Regions from separate parts of the Hordeum vulgare genome. Here region 2 is linked to region 1. Evidence: chromatin contacts called from public Hi-C data. All regions are on one chromosome and are shown on one strand. The core of a region is the stretch at or near the end of the contact, and the rest is flanking DNA. Distances in the headings are between cores, read along the strand shown. Region 1 holds the start of LOC123427010 (isocitrate dehydrogenase [NAD] regulatory subunit 1, mitochondrial-like). Region 2 holds the start of LOC123427012 (eukaryotic translation initiation factor 4B1).

The links. Hi-C and Micro-C count contacts between places; a contact is called where the count stands out from the background.
Region 2: a Hi-C map of seedling shows a contact between it and region 1, with 5 times the contacts expected there. The contact joins the promoter of LOC123427012 here to the promoter of LOC123427010 in region 1. A contact is called at or near these places in 3 of 6 Hi-C or Micro-C datasets (leaf and seedling) and 1 of 1 datasets of contacts at active chromatin or transcription factors (embryo).

What each region holds. Positions count from the first base shown.
Region 1 is chr2H:527,758,883-527,764,077 of MorexV3_pseudomolecules_assembly, forward strand. LOC123427010 (isocitrate dehydrogenase [NAD] regulatory subunit 1, mitochondrial-like) reads right to left here and starts at 2,675. Exons shown (of 4, transcript XM_045110939.1): 1 at 2,019-2,675; 2 at 599-826; 3 at 415-493; 4 at 1-89. The coding sequence starts at 2,540. LOC123427011 reads right to left here. Exons shown (of 3, transcript XM_045110940.1): 2 at 4,337-4,409; 3 at 3,349-3,660. The coding sequence ends at 4,362.
Region 2 is chr2H:528,366,184-528,371,378 of MorexV3_pseudomolecules_assembly, forward strand. LOC123427012 (eukaryotic translation initiation factor 4B1) reads left to right here and starts at 3,091. Exons shown (of 3, transcript XM_045110941.1): 1 at 3,091-4,502. The coding sequence starts at 3,304.

The DNA.
Region 1 (5,195 bases), core at 1,425-3,924:
TGCTTTCTGCTGCTCTACAAGATTGTCGTTTCCCACATTTCCTGCAGAAGCACCTTGCTCGAAGATGGCATGATCCTGACCCACATTACCTGCAACATAAACACAGCATCCATGGATCAATATAAACCTCAAACTTATGTTGGCTTACAAGAATAAACCTATATGTAGTTCATATAGCAAAAAAAGGAGGTGTTAAGTTAAATTTTATTAATTTGTTCCAAAAGAGCGGAAGAGGGTCAAAATCATGTGCCACTACAACACACTAGGCATGTCGCACTAGTGGGCCCCCAGCAAAGAATTCAAGAATACCAGGAAGTAAGTGTTGACCAGCATTTCTCGCAATCGACCAAGTTAATCCAATTAACCACTCATAGTATGAACTGACCATGGAAACAAAGTAAGATTTCATCTTACCTCCTGGCATGACACCTGTTCCTCCAACAAGACCTGCAGCTGTGTTGGCAACCAAATTGCCGTAAAGGTTAGGCGTAACCTATCAAAAGAATGGAAAGATAGAAGTTAGAAAATCTGCAGTAACCCCAAGGAATGGTTTACTTAATAGGAGCATCTGAGAATACCAGGATAATAAGATACATACCATAACATCAAATTGCTCAGGCCTTGAAACAAGTTGCATGCAGCAGTTGTCAACAATGATTTCGTTATACTCAATACTTGGATATTTAGCGGCAATCTCACGGCAAGACTCCAAGAACAAACCATCAGCAAGTTTCATGATGTTTGCTTTATGCACTGCTGTGACTTTCTTCCGGTAGTTAAGGTAAGCATACTCGAAGGCATATTTGGCAATCCTCTCAGAGCAAAACTTCGTGATCACCTAAACCCAATCAGTAAGAGTAACAAAAAGGCAACAAAACAGACTTAAAAGGAAAGCACAAGTCGAGCAATTGTTTTCATAGATAATGTTTTGAGCAAACTCACATCATCTAAGACAGGACTGATAATTGGCTTGCATGGAAACATAAATGCAAGAAAATAAGCACATATATGATGAATATTCTGAACATAGACAGGGCACATTTTTTGCGTATCTTGGTCTATTTGCAAATAATGGAAACCAATCTAACCTCATGATATTCATGTTCTGTTGATATAGCATACGCACATGAATCTATAGGTCAATAGACGCCAAGTTCACCCATCTGTGTATTTGGGACGGGAGTACCTATTGGCTATTATCTCCTGGGATAAATACATCCAGATACCAACCTCACGGCAGTCACATCATGGTTTGACCAACATAACGACAGTGTATTCTAGATAAGGCCTACAGAGTTTTGTACTGATTACTCCATTCATAAATTCGGAAATGAGTTTTGAAGCCCAGTCAAGCGCAAATGCATAATGTTAAATGAATATTACAACTTCTCAGTAAACAAGGAAATTACTCAAATACAGACAATACCGCCATCATTTACCTGGTTAACACCGACCCAATAGTTCAGATAAATTGGTTTCTACAAACCTGCTAAGCTACACCACAAGTTTGGACAACCGGAGCACATGTGAATCACTGGAGCACAATTCTTGCCAGAACGAGACTGAGGATTTGCAGTCCGCATTTGACAGTTTTATTACACGGATCTACCAGCAATTTCAACCTTATGAGGCATGAATGACTGCAATGATCATATAAACTATCAAGCAAACAGTACATTCATTTCTAACAGCATCTTAGTAATCTACATCATCCTGGTCACAAATTCAGATAACTCAGTTTTACACGGATCGTGGTAGATAACCGGCTGACAGCATCAGTTCATGACAGACAAATCATATATCTACTCTGACAGTGGCAACTTTGCAACGGAAAACCTTCCTCTTGACCATGTATACTAACTAACTATGATATGCCAAATCCACCGATCATATACCATGTACCAGCAATAGAGCCAACGACAAAAAAAAAGGGCACACCAGACGTCAACCAATGAACAGGTGAAGGACTGGAGGTGAATTTTCCAAACAAACAACAGGGAGCGAACGATCAGGCATACCTTGAGGCTCTCGACGACCCCCGGGACGACCTCGTGCTCGAGGCCCGAGTACTCGCCCTCGGTGTTCTCCCTGATGACGACGATGTCGACGTTCTTGTGCCTGGTGGGCAGGCCGGGGACGTTGGCGCAGTTGACGAGGGAGGCGAAGAGGTCGAGCTCCTTGCGGAGCTGCATGTTGAGGGAGGAGACGCCCCCGCCGACGGGGGTGGCGAGGCCGCCCTTGAGGCAGACCTTGTTGCGGCGGATGGACTCGATGACCGCGGGCGGCACGGCGGGCATGTCGCCGTGGACGTCGTATGTCTCGAAGTAGACGGGCGCGTGCATGGCCTCCATGACCTGCTCCACGGCGCCTGTGACGAGGGGCCCGATGCCGTCGCCCGGGATGAGCGTGACGGGGCGCGGGGTGCCGTCGCCCGGCCGGGGCATGTAGGTCACCGTGCGGCGCGCGCCGCCGCCGTGGCCAGGGAGGGACGGCGCGGAGGCGACCAGGCGGCGGAGGAGCGGTGCGGATCGCCGCGCCATGGGTGGCAGGCTGGGGCTGCGGCGGGCGGATGCGGAATTGCGATCCGGCGGAGCGCGGGCGACACGGAGGGGAGGGGAGGGAGGAAGGATTCCGAGACCGAAAGAGGGAGGAGACCGGGACGGGGGAGGGAGAAAGGGACGGTGGAGATGGCCACTACTTGAGCTGTTTTGCGGTTCGGTCCTTGAGATTGTTGGGTATTCGCTATAACCTTTAAAAGCCTCCTCCGCAAGAATGGGATGGGAGGCACGTCTCTGGCAAGCGGGGCCCATCGCCATCAACGGAACTAGGACGTATATCTTTTTCGGTTGAGAAGAAAATGGTCGACAATGTCAACGCACAGAAAATAGTACTCCCTCCGTCCGTAATATAAGAATACATTTTTATACTAATGTAGTGTAAAAAAACGTTGGGACAGAGGAAGTACAATCGTGCTGGTACGGAGCGGAAACGTAGAGACAAATGGAACTTTGAACCCAGTGACCTCATGCAATGCAAGCGAGCGATCAAGCAAATGAAACTATCACATCAGGTTTCCTCAAAAAAAAGAAGGTATCACATCAGCTAAGTTTTATCTTTCTTTCTTTCTTTTCCTCAAAAAAAAGAAGGTATCACATCAGCTAAGTTTTATCTTTCTTTCTTTCTTTTTGATACATGTATATTGATAATTCAAGCAATTAACAGCAAAAACGTCTTATATTTCGTTACGGAGGGAGTGCATTTTAATAACTTTTTATAACGCATTTTAATAACTAGTTATTGTACATGTTGGCTATTAGGTTGGCTATAGGTGATGTGGATTGTTGACTATACTACTATTAACCATGCTCTTATATTGAGTATTTAACATCTTCTGATACAGTATCAAAGAGGGTCAGCAATGCTACTTTAAGCATGGGTCGATGAACGCTGATTCGGTAACCAGGCACCAACTAGCACCAAGTCACAGCTCCACTGGATATAAAATAAAAGCATACTAGAATGGCAAACCCAAATGGGACTTGAATCTGCATAGCATGGACAAACTAGTGCATTCAGATATCCAAGGGCATTTCAACTCAAGATACAGTTCAAAGATCCCGGCTTCGAATCTTGCGACCTCTCTTACAGAGCCTCTACGCGCTGCAAAACAAGACGAAAAGAAAGTCATAACAAGCTTCTAGTAATTTCAACGTACCATCAGACCGCTAGTCACAATCAAGGGTCACCACTAACATTCAAATCAAGCATTACAATCTGCTATGTGCTGGAGAGTGAATGTGGAGACCTTAAAATTCAGATTAAGGGTCTTCTCATTGATGATCCCAGATAACGTGCATTAAACATTTATACGGTTATACCACCGCACAGCACAGCGGAAAATAAGTGGGCACTGAAGACACAACATTTTATAATCAAATACTACTCCCTAAGAACAAGAATACTTATTCACTAGCGGTCGAGAGTACATGGAAAGCAAGATCCCTACTCCAGTGTGTTAGCCCAACACACACGTGCAAGAAAACAAATACTCCCTCCGTCCCAAAATAAGTGTCGCTGGTCTAGTACAAAATTTGTACTAATTTAGTGTCAACTTTGCGACACTTATTTTGAGACGGAGCGAGTAGTACTAAGATACAAACAGAAGAATAAGAATTAATCAGGTGATGCTGTAGAATCATTCAAGTTCAACCAACCAATAGTGAAGGAATAGGTAAGTGTCAAGTGAGGGTGCAAAAGAAACTAGTAACTGAATACCATAACGATCCAGAATAGAAGTCACATGTATGAAACAAAGTAATAGGTAAGTCAGGTATACCTTGCTGAGAACAAGATCTCTGCCCTTACTTCAACCCGGCAATTTTTCTCCTTGCCAGTGAATTCTTATGTTCCTACAAAAAACATTAGCACAGACACAGTAAACAAAAAAAGTTGGTGCCGATCTCAGTAATATATCTAAAGACAATCCTTGCAAAACAGATGATGAAGGAATGAACTGGTAGAGACAGCAACATCAAAATGATAAAAATAGCATAAAACAATGCATCCTGTTAAATCTGAAGACATGTTAAAACCTGAATCTGTAAACGACATTGAAGTATTCAACATAAATGTCTCATTCTAGTTCATGCCTGGAAGCTCCCTTTCGTGCAAAACTACATGGATAATGGTTTTTTGGATAGCACATTCAAACAAACTGAAGTTCAAGGCAGGTGCACACATACATGATGGATGTAACCATATATCTAAATCAACCCTTGCATGACATACATGAAGGATGTAACCATTTCAGTAAACAATAAAAAATGGCAATTAGTTCAAGTACAAGATTAATGCACACTTCAGTAGTTTAGTTGCAACTGTACATTGCACAATACTTCCTATAACCATATTTCAACACTTAACTCACAGAATAGCATACATGCAACTACTCAAAATGTTACCAACTAATCATTAAGAAAAAGGAAACTACCAGTTTGTTTTGACTTTTGATAGCTCAAATTGTCACATTTATGACCCAAGAAATCGAAATGCTCTTGAAATGAGCTTTCCAGAAGGGCGTATCTACAATGACGTATTAGCTACTTCTCCAACTCACTTATCCACTCAGGCCTTCTACAGCAGGTATGAGGTCCCACTCTACCAGATAGATGCTAGCAAGAATGCAAATTTTGTTG
Region 2 (5,195 bases), core at 1,841-4,340, 610 kb after region 1:
TCGAACAGACGGCACCTTCGCGTTCAGCACACGTACAACTCGATGACGATCACCGCCTTCTTGATCCAGAAAGAGGGACGGAGAGGTAGATGAGTTCTCCAGCACGGCGACGTGGTGGTGGTGATGGTGAACTAATCCATGAGGGCTTCGCCTAAGCATTGCCGAACTAGACTAGAGGAGAAACAGATCTAGAGGGAGAGAGAGGCAACCGTGGATATATTTGTTGGAGCTACCCTAAAAAAACCTCTAGTATATATAGGAAGATGGGAAGGGGAGGTTGCCTTGGCCCCTCCTCCAAGGAGGGTTTCGGCCGAAGCAAAGGGGGAAGAGTCCTCCCCCAACTAGGACTCCTTCCCCCACAAGGGAGGTTGAGTCTTGGGAGGACTCCTTCCCCTTTGGTCTCCTCCCTTCTAATTTTAAATGGGCCTACTTAGGGGCTGGTCCGCCAGCCCACCAGGGGCTGGTGCGCTACCCCTTAGGCCCATGTGGTCCTTGGGGTGAGTGGGCCCCTCCTGGTAGACCCCCGGAACCCTCCCGACACCCTCCCGGCACCCCTAGTACATTACCGGTGACGCCCGAAACTTTTTCGGTGACCAAAACGAGACTTCCAATATATCAATATTCGTCTTCGGACCATTTCGGAACTCCTCGTGACGTCCGGGATCTCATTCGGGACTCCGAACAACTTTCAGTTACCAACACACATAACTCAATAATGTCAAAACGTCACCGAACCTTAAGTGTGCAAACCCTACGGGTTCGAGAACTATGTAGACATGACCTGAGACACTCTCCGGTCAATATACAATAGCGGGACCTAAATGCCCATATTGGATCCTACATATTCCACGAAGATATTTATCGGTTGAACCTCTGTGTCAAGGATTTAGTTAATCCCGTACGCTATTCCCTTTGTCCATCGGTATGTTACTTGCCCGAGATTCGATCGTCGATATCTCTATACCTAGGTCAATATCGTTACCGACAAGTCTCTTTACTCGTTCCGTAATACAAGATCCCGTAACTAACTCTTTAGTCACATTGCTTGCAAGGCTTGTTGTGATGTTGTATTACCGAGTGGGCCTCGAGATACCTCTCCGTCACACGGGGCGACAAATCCCAGTCTTGATTCACGCCAACCCAACACACACCGTCGGAGATATCTGTAGAGCACCTTTATAATCACCCAGTTACATTGCGACGTTTGATACACACAAGGTATTCCTCCGATGTCTGGGAGTTGCATGATCTCATGGTCATAGGAACAGATACATTGACATGCAGAAAACAACCGCAATAAAATGACACGATAATATGCTACGTTCATAGTTTGGGTCTTGTCCATGACATCATTCTCCTAATGATGTGATCCTGTTATCAAGTGACGACACTTGTCTATGGCTAGGAAACCTTGACCATCTTTGATCAACGAGCTAGTCAACTAGAGGCTCACTAGGGACAGTGTGTTGTCTATGTATCCACATATGTATTTGAGTTTCAATCAATACAATTCTAGCATGGATAATAAACGATTATCATGAACAAGGAAATATAATAATAACTATTTTATTATTGCCTCTAGGGCATATTTCCAACAGAAAGTAATTGATCCAATCTGAGATTTATTATGTGTTATTTCATAGCTATGCATGCTTTCTAATGTATAAGTTTGTTATGGCCAAGTAGATGAGTAGATCTTTAGAGGGAGTGTTGCATACTTGTAGGTTCAATCATGCGGTGTCCTCATTCTGTCTCGGGAGGAGTACCAAGACACGTATTCATATTGTTGCTATTAAGGATAAAATGATGGGGTCTAGACATATTATTTGGTCTTGGTTTGTCTACATCATGTCATCTTGCTTAAAGCATTACCCTGTTTGTTATGAACTTAATATCGTAGATGCATGCTCGATGACGGTTGATTGATGGAGTAACAATAGTAGGCATTAGTAAGTTTAACGGTATACTTATTGCAGACATAATGCCTATGTATTGATGATGCCATGAATAACGACATGATTATTTGTTTTTCTATCAGTTATCCAATGGTAACATGTTAGGGAAGGAACAATGGTGGCATGCATGATACAATTGACTACGCTTGACGTTCTATACCGTACCAGGTTCCACCCACAAAGAAATATATGAAAATGGTTTAGATATCCGTAGAACGTGTGGGTAGTAATGATTTTGAACACCTTGAGAGCATTCACTGTTTTATTCACGTGTTACCTTTTGCTTAGTTGATTAGACAAAACTACCATTATTATTGTTTTCGCTAGCTACCACTGAGTAGAATATTTTCACATAACGCTTTGGTTGTGAACGTAACCATTTGTGTGTCGACATAGTTGTGTGGTTGGTAGTTAAGTGTGCAATCCCTTCATGTGGGATCAATATACTCTACTTATCGTGAATTGTGATAGCTTCGTGCCCTTGCAGGTCCTCACGAGGGAGTGAAATCTTGATGCCCTGCTCTGGCTAGTAGGTTAGGTCAGGATTGTTAAGTCCTCGCATGTTGATGTTTGAACAGATGACTACGCTTTATCATCGAGTATATCTTTCGGGCTTCGATCCTCCTCGAGCTCGTCCATCTGGACGTAATTGATGGAGCACTGGCATAGAATTCCACCATCTCCTCGTGGCAGTGAGGGTAGTGTTTCTTATCGTGTGAAGAGATTTGATGTGGAGTGTTTCAGATTTGTTGAAAGGGTCAATAAAAGCGACAACGGCTCGAGGGCGGTGGTCCTTGGAGCATGTGTATCAAACTTTTCTGACTGTCATCAACAAAGTTAAACCTTCTCCGATAGAAGAGCGATAATAACAACATCGACGGCTCATTCCGGTGGCGATAGTGATCATTCGGTGAACTCGGAATTTCGATGTAAGTTTTATTATGTTTGAGGTACTCAGTACTTCCGTGAATTTTGATATTAAGTTTGAATCTTTTACAAAACTCTGAATCAAGTACTAATATATAGGTATTTTTAAAATGTATACACGGAAATCACGAGATTTCAGATGATATAAGCATGAGACGCCTTTACGTTGTTTATTATTCCCAGCCGTATACAGACAGGAGAGAACAGAGGAAAGCCGAGCTCGATCCGACGGCGGAGCCACGACCGTCCACGAGTGGGTCACGACGGCCTCCCGTTCCGTCAGAATCAAAAGCACAGCCAACCCCCCAGCTCAGACCCACCCAACCCAACAACGCACCCAAACGAATCGCCCCCTCGATTGTTCGCTCCTGAGCACCGACCCAACCCTAGATCTCGCCAGCAGCAGCGCGAAGCCGACGCCATGGCCAAGCCCTGGGGCGGCGTCGGCGCCTGGGCGCTCGACGCTGAGCGCGAGGACGAGGAGCGCGAGCACGCCGCGTCCTTCCCCGCGCCCGACCCGCCCGCCGCCGCGGGCGGCGCCGCCAGCTTCCCCAGCCTCAAGGAGGCCGTCGTCGCCGGCGGCGGCAAGCAGAAGAAGAAGAAGGGCACCACCCTCTCCCTCTCGGAGTTCACCACCTATGGGGCCGCCGGCGCGCCTCGCCGCGCCGCCCCCGCTGAGCCCAAGGGCCTCACCCCGCAGGAGATGATGATGCTCCCCACCGGCCCAAGGGAGCGCTCCGAGGAAGAGCAGGACCGATCCCGCGGGTTCCGCTCCTATGGCGGCGACAGGGAGCGCGGCGGCGGATTCGACGACGAACGCCGGCCCAGCAGGGATTCGGATCTCGATATGCGCTCCCGCGCCGACGAGTCGGACGACTGGGGCAAGAACAAGAGTTTCTCGCCGGCTCCTACCGACTCTGGCCGGCGTGATAGACTCAGTGGCGCGTCTCCGCTCGGCCGCTCAGATGACATAGACAACTGGTCGCGCGACAAGAAGCCACTCCCGTCGCGCTACCCTAGCCTTGGAACCGGCGGTGGTTTCCGTGAATCACCAGGCGGTGGTTTCCGCGAATCATCTGGTGGTGGTTTCCGCGAATCATCTGGTGGTGGTTTCCGAGAATCATCTGGTGGCGGTTTCCGTGACTCACCAGGGCCATCTGACTCTGATCGCTGGGTCCGCGGTGGCGTCTCTGCCCCTACTATGACCAACAATGGTGATAGGCCGCGCCTCAACCTCAATCCACCAAAACGTGATCCCTCAGCGGCTGCTGTGCCAGCTGCTGAGGTCACACGTAGCAGACCAAGCCCCTTCGGAGCTGCAAAGCCCCGTGAGGAGGTGCTGGCTGAGAAGGGCCTTGATTGGAGGAAGATGGAGGGTGACATTGAGAAGAAAACCAGTCGGCCTACTAGCTCGCACTCCAGTAGGCCGAACAGCGCACATTCCTCCCGCCCTGGGAGCCCTGGATCACAGGTCTCTGCAGTTGGGAGTGAGGGAGCACCAAGAGCACGGCCAAAGGTAAATCCATTCGGTGATGCCAAGCCACGGGAAGTGGTGTTGCAGGAGAAAGGAAAAGACTGGAGGAAAATTGACCTTGAGCTGGAGCATCGTTCAATTAATAGGTATGTTATATTTTAGCCCGCCTCTTGATAACATGTAGTGCTTCTTTTCATAATATATAACTGGAAGTGCTGACATAATGAGTAAGAATGTTATAAACTTGCGCAAAAGAAATAATTTTGCTAAGCAACAACTGGCTGGCCTTTGGCATATCTGAGTATGCTTGCTGTAAGTTTGAAACTGACCACTATGACAAAATTTATATGCAATTTTGTCAGAAAATCAATGCTCAATTTCTAATACATTTGTTTTATAAATCCCACAATAACAAATGTGAAGTTACTTCTGGTGATTTTAGGCATCTTTTCATCTTGGATCGTGGATATTATGAAGTTATCTGAATTGACGTAGAGTATTGTATGTTGAAATTTACATCAATGCTATGGCTAAATATAATATTGTTTGTCCTGAATCTAGTGGTAATATGGAAACCTGTTTGCCTAGACGATTGCATTTAAGCTTTTCGATGTTGTCACTTCCTTGTGGATATGAAAGTATGTAAGCAACTGAGCGAGGGTTGCAGGGAATGCCGGTCATATTCTGCAAGTATAGCATGCCTTTTGGCAATAAATTTATGTCATTGTTTTTTGATGCCATGACCCATGGATAGCAAGCCTTGAATGTAGAGTCTTTTATAGGTTACTGAGATTCTAGAGGTATGTCGAATATTTGTTTTAGTCATATTTTTTTTTCAT